Linked DNA regions of Mus musculus: region 1 is linked to region 2. Evidence: chromatin contacts called from public promoter capture Hi-C data. All regions are on one chromosome and are shown on one strand. The core of a region is the stretch at or near the end of the contact, and the rest is flanking DNA. Distances in the headings are between cores, read along the strand shown. Region 1 holds the start of Hdac7 (histone deacetylase 7). Region 2 holds the start of Rpap3 (RNA polymerase II associated protein 3).

Region 1 (5,148 bases), core at 1,005-3,504, 130 kb after region 2:
TACTCTCCTGCAGCCTCCAGACCACATCTAACCAAGGAAGAGCTCAGAATAGATGCTGGCAGAGGCCGGTCTGGTTGGTGCCATTCCTTGGCTAGGTGACTCTGGGCCTTACATTATTAGCTCACCTTTCTCTGGGGGCTCCTGTCAACGTTGAAACGACCAGTTCTTAAAGAAAGGCAAAGAGCAAAGAAGGCCAAGAAAGAAGTGTGCCTACAGCTATAAAAAGGTCCTCATTTCCAATCCCATCACAACTGAGCCACTAGGAACTAGATAGGTGAGAACCATTATCCCTGAGACAAGGACACAGGAGGCTCTGCCTGTTCCCTTACTCCCCGTGGATTACTGACTGGCTATGTGCGGTTGGTCCCTCTAGCTCTGAGCTTTGGAAAGTGAACTGAGAATCCTCCCCACCCACCCACCTTATCATGTTAATTTTGAGAAAAGCCTGCTTAAGTAAGGTGACCTGCTTAGAAGAGAAACCTTCTTTGCCTCAAAGCTCAGCATATGCCCTTGAGACACAGAAAAATGCCCCAGCTAAGGGGCCAAACTGAGCAGCAGGGGGCTCAGATGCACCCTGTACCTAGCTTTTCCAACGCACAGCTCTGAGGGTCTAGCTTGGAAAGGACATCATAAAACTAAAGACAGAGACACAAGCCTCAGCCCCATTGGGTTCAGGACTTGGTCCAATCTCAGTTATCTGGGTACCATACACTGGAACTGCTTTGTGCCTCATTTCCCCCCCAGGAATCACTGTAAAGAAGAAAAGTACTTAGTTACTGAGGGGAGACGTGAGGCTGCAGAGAGCAAGGAGGTTAAGAGTGAAGGATGATTTGCGGCGGATGGAGAAGAGGCTCGGAAGGTTGGCACAGAGGGGAGGCACGACCGCAGCCCATGGGGGTCCTCTTGGGAAGAAATGGGTCACCTAAGTACAAGTTAGAGGATAGAAACCAACCAAAGTGACAGTCTGCAATGGAATTTGAGCAAATCTAGGTAAAAGTCTGGAGGACTAGCTCCTGATTCCAGATGTTGCACTCCCTCCAGGGCCACCGAGGGCCAATGTCCTATTATCACCCTGAAACTTTGGCAGGCAGAACTGGGCCTCAAGCAGATGCTGCGTTGGGATGTGGGAAGGGATACTTAGCAGCAAGCCAACCCCGCCAGATGATGCAGGATGCTTTGGGGGAGTGCTGGACAGCCAGCAAGGATAGTTCAGGGAACCAATGGTCAGCCCTAAGTCGGCCCCAAACCGGCAGCCAGTGAGAAATAAGTGGGACTCATTAAGCGACCTGCATGCAGGACTTAGGTTTTTCTTCCAACTCAATTGGCGGAGAAATCGCAGTGGCGAAAAGACAGTTCAGTTGCCAGATTTGCCCGGGTTCTCATACTTCTCAGTACTATCAGACTGGGGGTGGGTGGGGGTGGGGGGGCTAGATCCAGCTCCCCACCTCCCTACCTCTCTCAGTACTCAGCCTGCGGCCCCCACTTCCCCACGCCTTTAACTGTCCTCACTGCTAGGCTGAACACAGTGTCTGTCTCTCTATGATGGGTGATCAAGGATAAGGGGTGATGCTCAGAGAAATCTCCCAGCCCAGTACCCCTCCAGGGGACGTTTCCCTCAGCTACAGGATCTGAGTAGGGCCCTGCCCAGTTCTACAAGACAGGGGCGCTGATGTCCAGCCCTGCAAGTTCTGCGCCAGTTCAGTGGGTCCTAGCCTTTGCCCTCCCGCTTCCAAACCTTTGGTCCCGGAGCACCGCCCCCTCCCGGGCCTCGGCGGCCGGCCGTGCCTCCCGGATCCCGGGGAGGAGGGTGACGGGACGCCCGGCCCTTGCACAGGCGGCCCCGGGCCTCCCACTGCCTCCCCGGGGCCTGTCGCTGCCCGGGAGCGGGCGGATGTGGGCGCCCCGCAGGAGGCCGGAGCCCTTCGGCCCCGGAACCAGCCGGGGCAGCGAGCGGGCCAGAGCCCGGGCGAGCGGGCGCGGTCCAGGGCGCGCGGAGGACCCGGCCAGCCGGACCGGCCGGAGACCCAGCCGCAGCCGGAGCGGGAGCCGGGGCGAGCAGCGCAGGGTGCCGCGCGCAGGGCGGGGCGGACGGGGAGGGGGTGGCCGCCCGGTACTCACCCGCGCCGGGGCTGTGCATCCAGGGGCCGGGGCCCTCAGAGCCGGGGGCTCATGGCGGGCGGGGGGCCGGGGCGCCGGCCTCACATCCCCCCGGTCGCCGGAGGCTGCAGAGCGACTGTGAGACGGCGAGAGGAAGGGAGGGGGCCGGGAGGGGGAGGGCCCTGGCAGCCTGGCCGGCCGGGTAGGATGACAATGGAAGGAAATGCTTTATCTGAGTCTGAGAGCGGGCCAAGGGGGAGGGGAGGGAGGGGGCCGGCGCTGGCGGCCCTGGGACACACCACCCGGGCTTCGCTCAGCAGCACACAGCCTGGCGGCAGACACCGATCGCGGCGGGGCGCGGCTCACCGCCCGGGAGGCAGCGCCGAACCCGGAACGCGGGACGCGGCCGGACCCGCGCGCGGCCGCGGAAGCCCCAGCCGCCGCGCGGCGCTGCGCCCCGCGCACAATTCCCGGAAACCCAGATACCTGAGTGCACGCACCCGTGCATACACAGCGTACACGGGCGTGCATCCATGTTTACACAAGCCAGGGTGCTTTACGCTTCGGGGAAGGACTCCTGTGCACACATCTACACACTTAAGTCAACGAGGGCAGCGCTACACACAGGGAGAGCAGGGCACGCTTGGAGTCTCGAGCAAGGAATCCCAGACGGACACCCCTGCCCCATCCTAACACACACACACCACACACACACACACACACACACACACACACACACACACGACTCTCCTCAGGAACACTTCAGGATCTGATTTGAACCACTGCCAGTCCAACCCCAGTGGCACCCCCCGCCCCCACTGTCTGCTGAGGGGAGCAGAAGGGTCCAGTCTGTTCCTATTAAAAGAAAAAAAAAAGGGGATGGGGGGTGGTGCAGTTTTCGAAACTTAAAAAAAATTTTTCTCAAGGGATTTCCTTCCATCCTCTCCTCTTCCTCTTCCATTCCTCTCCCTCCACAATGACCCTCCTTTGCCCCCCCACTCCTGGACCCTATGAGTCAAACTTCAGCAATGTGCCCAGTGTCCCCCAGTGCATTACAGCGGATCACAGAAATGTTCCAGTCTGTGAGTCGGAATGCAGCCGCCTCCAGCCCTCCCTCAGCTAATAAACTCAGCTGAGGACTGGCTTTGCACTGAAGCCCTCCCTGCCTCTCCCCCATCTTAGACGGGAGGAGGTCAGATTCAAGGGTCAGGGGCCGAGGACCTTCCCACTGAGTTTCCTGGCTTGGCCTGTCAGTCCTGTTGCCTCCAGCAATTTGGCAGGTCAGAAAACTGGGAAGGGAGAGCGGTCATTCACCAGGAACACTATGCTCCCCTGCCCTTGAGGTGCCCGCCACTGAAAGGCAGCTTCCTTCTGGTCCCAATCTACTCTCTGAGTCCTCGGAACTCCAAGAACCTTTAGAAGGGGAAAATGAGGCAGACCTAGAGATGTGATATCTTGGAAGCCAGAGTCTTGAGTGGCCTAGAGGGACGTTGGCCATGTTGCTAGGTCACACACAGGTCTAGACTCATGTGCCCTTGTTCAGCTGCTAAGTGTAACTCCTCTGTACCTGTTAATGGGTACTACAACCTTGCCCTAGCATCCATGGCCTCTTGCAATGTGGCACCACACACATCCCTGCCCAGTGTCTCCTGGTACTTTGCTCAGAGGTAGTTACCGTTATTACTACCACAGCCAGCCCTGTCAGCTAGCTGTTCATGTCCCCATACTTACCCACTTCCTTGCCTTGGCCTAAGACACTCCCTACAGAGTAAATGCCGCTCTACCTTTCTCCCTTCTGTTGTTGAAATCCCTTCATCTCCTCTGAAATGTTTCACGATTTCTGTAGCCTCAGCCGGAAGGATTTTCTTTCCCTTGAAGGACTCCACCCCAGCACTGATTTTCTCCCAGCCGCACTGACCCTCAGCTGTCTAGTCTATGAGTCTGAATCTCTTCTTTATCACAAGTGTTCAAGGTACCTAGCTTGGAAGCACTGCCTCAGCGTGGCTTCCGAGTTCTTCATTGACTCATGAATATTCATGACCTTCCAAGATCTCCCTCCAGCTAGACATCTCTAATAGACCCTCTGTCGGAAGTTGTCCATTCTGGCTCTGCTAGACACTTCCTCATCCACTGAGCTGTCTTTCCAAACCAGAGCACTCTACTTCCAACGACTTCCGTGAGGGTTACAGACTTCAGGGGAAAAAAGAAACCTGTGTACAGAGGACCCCCAATCTCTCTTGTTATCTCTCTCCTCCTGTAACCGTACATTGCCCCCACATCTTCCTTTCCTAAAGCTGTTTCTGTGCTGAATTTCTTGTTCGTTAATTTCTACTGGCGCAGCATCCGTGCATCTGCTCCTGAAGCTACCTCTTCTCTTCAGTCTAACCACTGACTTCTGAGTGATTGGGATAAAGATGTGTGGCCACCCATCTATGCTCACCACCCGTCTATGCTCACAATGGTCACCTGTGGCTTTCGGTTCACATCAGGACTCACTGCCTGCAAAATGTAGGCAGAGAGGAGACCAGCACTTGCGGTATGTTTCTGGGGTGCTGAGCCAGATGTTTCTGGGATGCTGCCAGAGTTACCTATGACTCCAATATCCCCTGCCTCACAATGGATTCCCAAGCCAATGCTAAGTTCCATGTTCCCTGGTGGCACATGTTAGCCTCCTGGGACCTCTAGAGATAGATATACGACAGAAAAATCCAAGCTACCTCCTTGCTATGATGGCTACCACGGGCAATTTCTCAAGAGCCCTTGCATCCAGACTTCTCACAGCCTGCTCAGCTGAATACCAGGTATAAGAGACAGGCAGACAGGCAGACAGGCAGACAGGCAGACAGGCAGACAGGCAGACAGGCAGAGGTAGAGGCAGAGGCAGGTGGGACTCCATGAGTTCATTATTAGCCTGGTCTACAGAGCTAGTTCCAGGACAGCCAGGGCTACATAGAGAAACTCTGTCAGGGGGGGGGGGGGGTGTATTCGTGGAGGGACTGGTCCTGTAGGATCTGCCATGAGTTGTTCAAAGCTCTCCCTGGGGGTCACTGG
Region 2 (4,697 bases), core at 825-3,324:
GAAGAGAAAGATTTAAACGATGTTCTAGATTTCTGCTTGGTAGAAACTGGTAATATCTTTTTAAGTCAAGAAATCCAGCTCTGAGGGACTGGAAAGGAGGCTCCTGACTAGAGCACTCAACACGACGCAAGCCTAACAACGTTAAGGCTTGGTGATACCTAGTGGTACCCACACGATCCCTGGTACCCCACCCACACACAGGTGCAAAGGGAAAACTGACTCCACAAAGTTGTCGTCTGATGTGTGTGCCATGGCACATGCATGCACCGTCGCACGCCACATATGCATAGCGTGAAAATAAAACTTTGGCAAAGCAATGCAATTGTAAAAGGAAAACGCGCACGTTGGGGGAGGGGGCAGATGAGTAAGAGGATTGTTTCAGTCTGGAATATGTTGAATGTGAGCACTTAGGGGCCATCAGAAGGTATTGAGTAGATAGAAAGGACTAGAGAGAAATGTGGGTGACACCATTAATAAGGTAGAAACTCTTGCATTTGAACGTGCTCAGAGACTGTACTGACGGAAGCTCGGCAGGGCCTGAAGAGTGGCAGCCTTAGGGAACAGGAAGATCAGAAAAAGGAGGTGGCAGTACCTATAGGGAGCTGGGCCCATATGAGAGCTGCCACCCACCCACCGCCTGAGAAAATTAACATGTTAAGTAGGAAAGTTTAGCAGCGCACACACGTGCTCGTATGTTCATGGCGTTAGGTCATAAAAAGACTGAGAATAGTCGCAGGATTTTTACGGATAGAAATGAGTTAAATGAATCACGTTACATGGGACAGGGGTTAACGTTGTCTTTCCTAATGTAACTCCATTGGAAGCACATGAAGCTCACAGCGGTGCACAGTCGACCACTGCTTCTGGTTCCAGCTATCCAGGAGGCAGAGGGGGCCTCACAAATTAAACTCAACATGACGCCTTAGCACACCTTAAGAGTAAGTTTTAAAGGGCTAGGACATAGCATTTGCCAACATGTGAAAGATGCTGAAGACTGTAAGAGAGACAGAAGACAGACAGGCAGATAGATACAATGGGTAAAGTGACTGGACTAGGTACCTTAAGATAGGAATACTTGGAGGGAGGTTATAAGAGCTTTCCCCCCCCCCACCCCCCACCCCCAGTAAAAAGAGGCTGTTTAAAACGGCTCGGCCCGACAGTGGTGATGCACGCCTTTAATCCCAGCTCTCGGTAGGCAGAGGCAGGCGGATTTCTGAGTTCAAGGCCAGCCTGGTCTACAGAGTGAGTTCCAGGACAGCCAGGGCTACACAGAGAAACATTGTCTCGAAAAACAAAACAAAACAAACAAACAAAAAGTGTAAAACGGATCTTCTGACTCAGCCTCAACGAGGCAGTTTAAGCGTCAAGCAGTGTCCACTTTTGGTTATGCGCATGCATTTCATTCATAAACAAATCCCGCATAACGCTTTGCTGAACACAAACCAGTACACCTGCAAAACGAGACCCTTAAACGCTGCACGTCTTCAATCCCAGCACTCAGGAGGGAGGCAGAGGCCCGCGGTTCGAGGCCAGCATGGTCTACTACACAGCGAATTGCAGGGCAGCCTGGGCTACAGAGAAACCCTGTCTCTAAACAAACAAGCAGACCATGAGATGCTGTAAGGGCGGCAGCTCTCCTTCCACCCACCCCCGGGTCCTAGGGCAGCCCATGCTGCCAGGACGGGGTTCGTTCCGCAGGCAACCAGAAACTTCCAGAGCCTGGGGAACCACGTTCACGTCCCGTATCAAGCCAAGCCTGCATACCCTGGCCTGACGGAGCCCGCAGGTCCGCCGCCCTCGCGGGACCGTGGCTCCGGAGGTCCCGCCACCGCAGACCGCCCGAGCCCGGACGCGGAGCCAGCTCAGGCCGAACCCTGGGCAGCGCGCGGAGAGCGCACTCGGGAACCAGCCCCGGCGCCCCGCCGCTGCTCCCGGCCCGGGCCCAGCCCCGCTCTTCCACCCCACGCCCCTGCAGCCAGCGGGAACGGTAAAGCCTACTCACCCGCCACGGCGGCCACCAACCTCACCGGCTCCAGGGAGACGCACGGCGTCCTACACCACCGCCGGAGGTCTGCGCCTTCCCACAAGGCCCCGCGCGCCGCTCGAGCGTGCGCAGAAGGTTCGGCTCCCGCGCTCGGCTGCTCTTGCTTTGCTGGCGGTGGACGTAGACTGATGTTCTAACCTCTTCTAGACTAAGCGTGAGGATCCCCCAAAGTGCACCCATCTTGACGTATTGACCTCCAAAGCATAAAGCCTTTTACTCCCCTCGATTGTGTTTCTGAGAGCTGCCCTGCTTTCCACTAACGAGATGTTTGTAGCCTCTGAAAATCCTAGGAGAAAGTTACTGTAACTTCTAAGAACTGTCAATGCTGGAACTCTGCTGTTTTCTCTCTGAGTCTTGTATGTGGCTGCTGGTCTTCCTTGTGCTTTTTTGCTACTAATCTTTTTCCTTTTCTAAGATTATCTGTAGATTTCGGGCTTGTGTCTATCTTTAGATAGACCCTGGCTTATCTAAAAGAATGACTGAAACCTGTAATGCTTGCTTCTGCTTCCTTTGTGAGTGAAGCTGTTTCCTATGTAATAACTCTGTTGTACAATGCAATGGGTATAATTTTTTAAGTCCACAAACCAACTTTTTTCAAACTGAATGGAAAACATATCATCTCAAAGATCAGTTATTCATTCACAAGTTTGACTGAACCTTCGAATCACACAAGGGAGGCAGCCGTGCAGGTGTGTATCCCACACACGCTGATTTATGAATCTTATCCCAGAGGTTTGACATAATTAATCTTCGATACAACTTCAGCATCAGTCATTTTCAAAGCACTGGGTACAGCTGTGCAGCTGCAAAACACTAATCTACCTGCCTGTCAATGAAAAACCGCCCCTGGTCTTTCCTCACTAGGTCATATCATTAGGATCTTTCTTTCCCTCATGGTGTGACTGGTTGTCTTTTAAGTTCATTTAAAAGTAAAGATCAGAAACTGAAGAGAAGTCTCCATGGTTAAGAATGCTGTTCCCTGGCTGTCAAGATGGCTCAACGGGTAAGAGCACTGACTGCTCTTCCAGAGGTCCTAAATTCAATATCCAACAACCACATGAAGGCTTACAACCATCTGTACAACTACAGTGTACTCACATACAATAAATAAATAAATAAATAAATAAATAAATAAATAAATAAATAAATCTTTAAAAAAAAAAGAAAAGAAAAAGAAAGAATGCTGTTCCCTGTTGCAGAAAACTTGAGTTCCCAGCACCCATGTGGTAGTTAACAGTTCTGTAACTACAATTCCAGAGGATCTGACGCCCTCTTCTGGCCTCTTAGCACCAGGCGTGCATGTGGTGTGCATACATACATACATATATGCAGGCAAGCACTCTTACACATTATAAAAATAAAAGAGCATTATTTTCTGATGATATTGTAGATAAACTAGCTTTTAACAAAGTGTAACTGTTTCTGTAGCAAATCCTACTCTGTGTACTCCACCACCCACAGCAGGTGCCATTGCAGACAAACTAGGTTTAAAAAAATGTTTTTAATGTGGATGCTCGGGTACACCTTTAATCTTAGCATTGCAGAGGCAGAAGCAGGTGGATCTCTGCGAGTTCAGGGTCTACATAGTGAGTTCCTCACCAACCGGAGTCATGTGATGATACCCGGTCTGAAATAAACAAAAATAAATAGAAATAGGGCTAGAGAGGCGGCTCGCCAGTTCAGAGCACCGGCTGTTCTTCCAGAGAACCTGGATTTGATTCCCAGAGGTGGATCATAACTGTGTGTAACTCTGGTTCCCAGAGAACTGACATCCCGGGGCACCAGGCACACATGTGATGCACAGGACTACCATGAAAGCAAAACACTCAAACACATAAAGTTTAAAATAATTTTAATTTAAAAATAAATAAATAAAAATTTAAAAGAATCTAAATGTGTCTAAATTAGCCATAATTCTATTTAAAACAGACGTTGACATTCATAGGAAAGCAACTACATTTGCTATCTCACTTTCAGGCAGGGTTGATGGAGAAGGGAGACAGCAGGGGGCCAACCAGCTGCTCCACTGAAACTCCATAGCACCCTTGGGTGGTGAATCCTTCCCCCTCCCCCGATGTGTATACTGAATACAATCAATTGTAACAGAACCATCTCCATGGCCATTGCTTCCGAACTTTGAGGTACTATTGTCCCACTTGTGACAACCGTCCCCTCTGTGAGCTCAGACTGGACCATCTTCTCTGTAGATGGCATGCCTCTCTGCTTCTATTGACAATTATCTCTACATAGGCTTCCGTACAACAGGCAAACCATGTCTTCCCAACCCCTCCTGTGAATAAACTGTAGTCATCTCCATTGAGTTTACTGTTAATCTCTTCGACAGTTGTTCTCAAGGAAATAATCTCTTTATTTGATGTCTGTTGAAATTGTAATGGTCATGGGAAGTAAACACAAATATTTATCACTGCAAAAGCGAAACGCTGCAGTGACTTCTGAGAATGCTGTTGAGGTTTCATGCCGCAATTATTGATCTCGTTCAAACAGTTAAGTGCGGAAGGAGTCTGACCAGTGTTCTGGGTCTTAGGAAAGGATTACTAATTAACTTGTTTCCTGGTTGGGTTTGGTGTTTTGTTTTGCTTTTTTGGATTTCGGATTTTGTTGTTGTTTCTCGGGAAGACTCTCACTTTGTAGC

The links. Capture Hi-C pulls out chosen DNA fragments and counts their contacts.
Region 1: a promoter capture Hi-C map of adipose tissue shows a contact between it and region 2. The contact joins the promoter of Hdac7 here to the promoter of Rpap3 in region 2. A contact is called at or near these places in 3 of 39 promoter capture datasets (embryonic stem cells, liver and neural stem cells), 7 of 15 datasets of contacts at CTCF or cohesin (CD8 T cells, the NIH/3T3 cell line, embryonic stem cells and 3 more), 135 of 484 Hi-C or Micro-C datasets (B cells, B-cell progenitors, the C2C12 cell line and 80 more), 42 of 115 datasets of contacts at active chromatin or transcription factors (the 230-238 cell line, CD4 single positive thymocytes, DN3 thymocytes and 33 more) and 5 of 9 other capture datasets (adipose tissue, embryonic stem cells, embryonic tail and 2 more).

What each region holds. Positions count from the first base shown.
Region 1 is chr15:97,829,241-97,834,388 of GRCm38.p6, forward strand. Hdac7 (histone deacetylase 7) reads right to left here and starts at 2,255. Exons shown (of 25, transcript NM_001378971.1): 1 at 2,119-2,255. The coding sequence starts at 2,137. Gm33636 (a long non-coding RNA gene) reads left to right here and starts at 1,446. Exons shown (of 4, transcript XR_001781759.2): 1 at 1,446-2,065.
Region 2 is chr15:97,703,748-97,708,444 of GRCm38.p6, forward strand. It overlaps Rpap3 (RNA polymerase II associated protein 3), which reads right to left and starts at 2,075. Exons shown (of 17, transcript NM_028003.2): 1 at 2,003-2,075.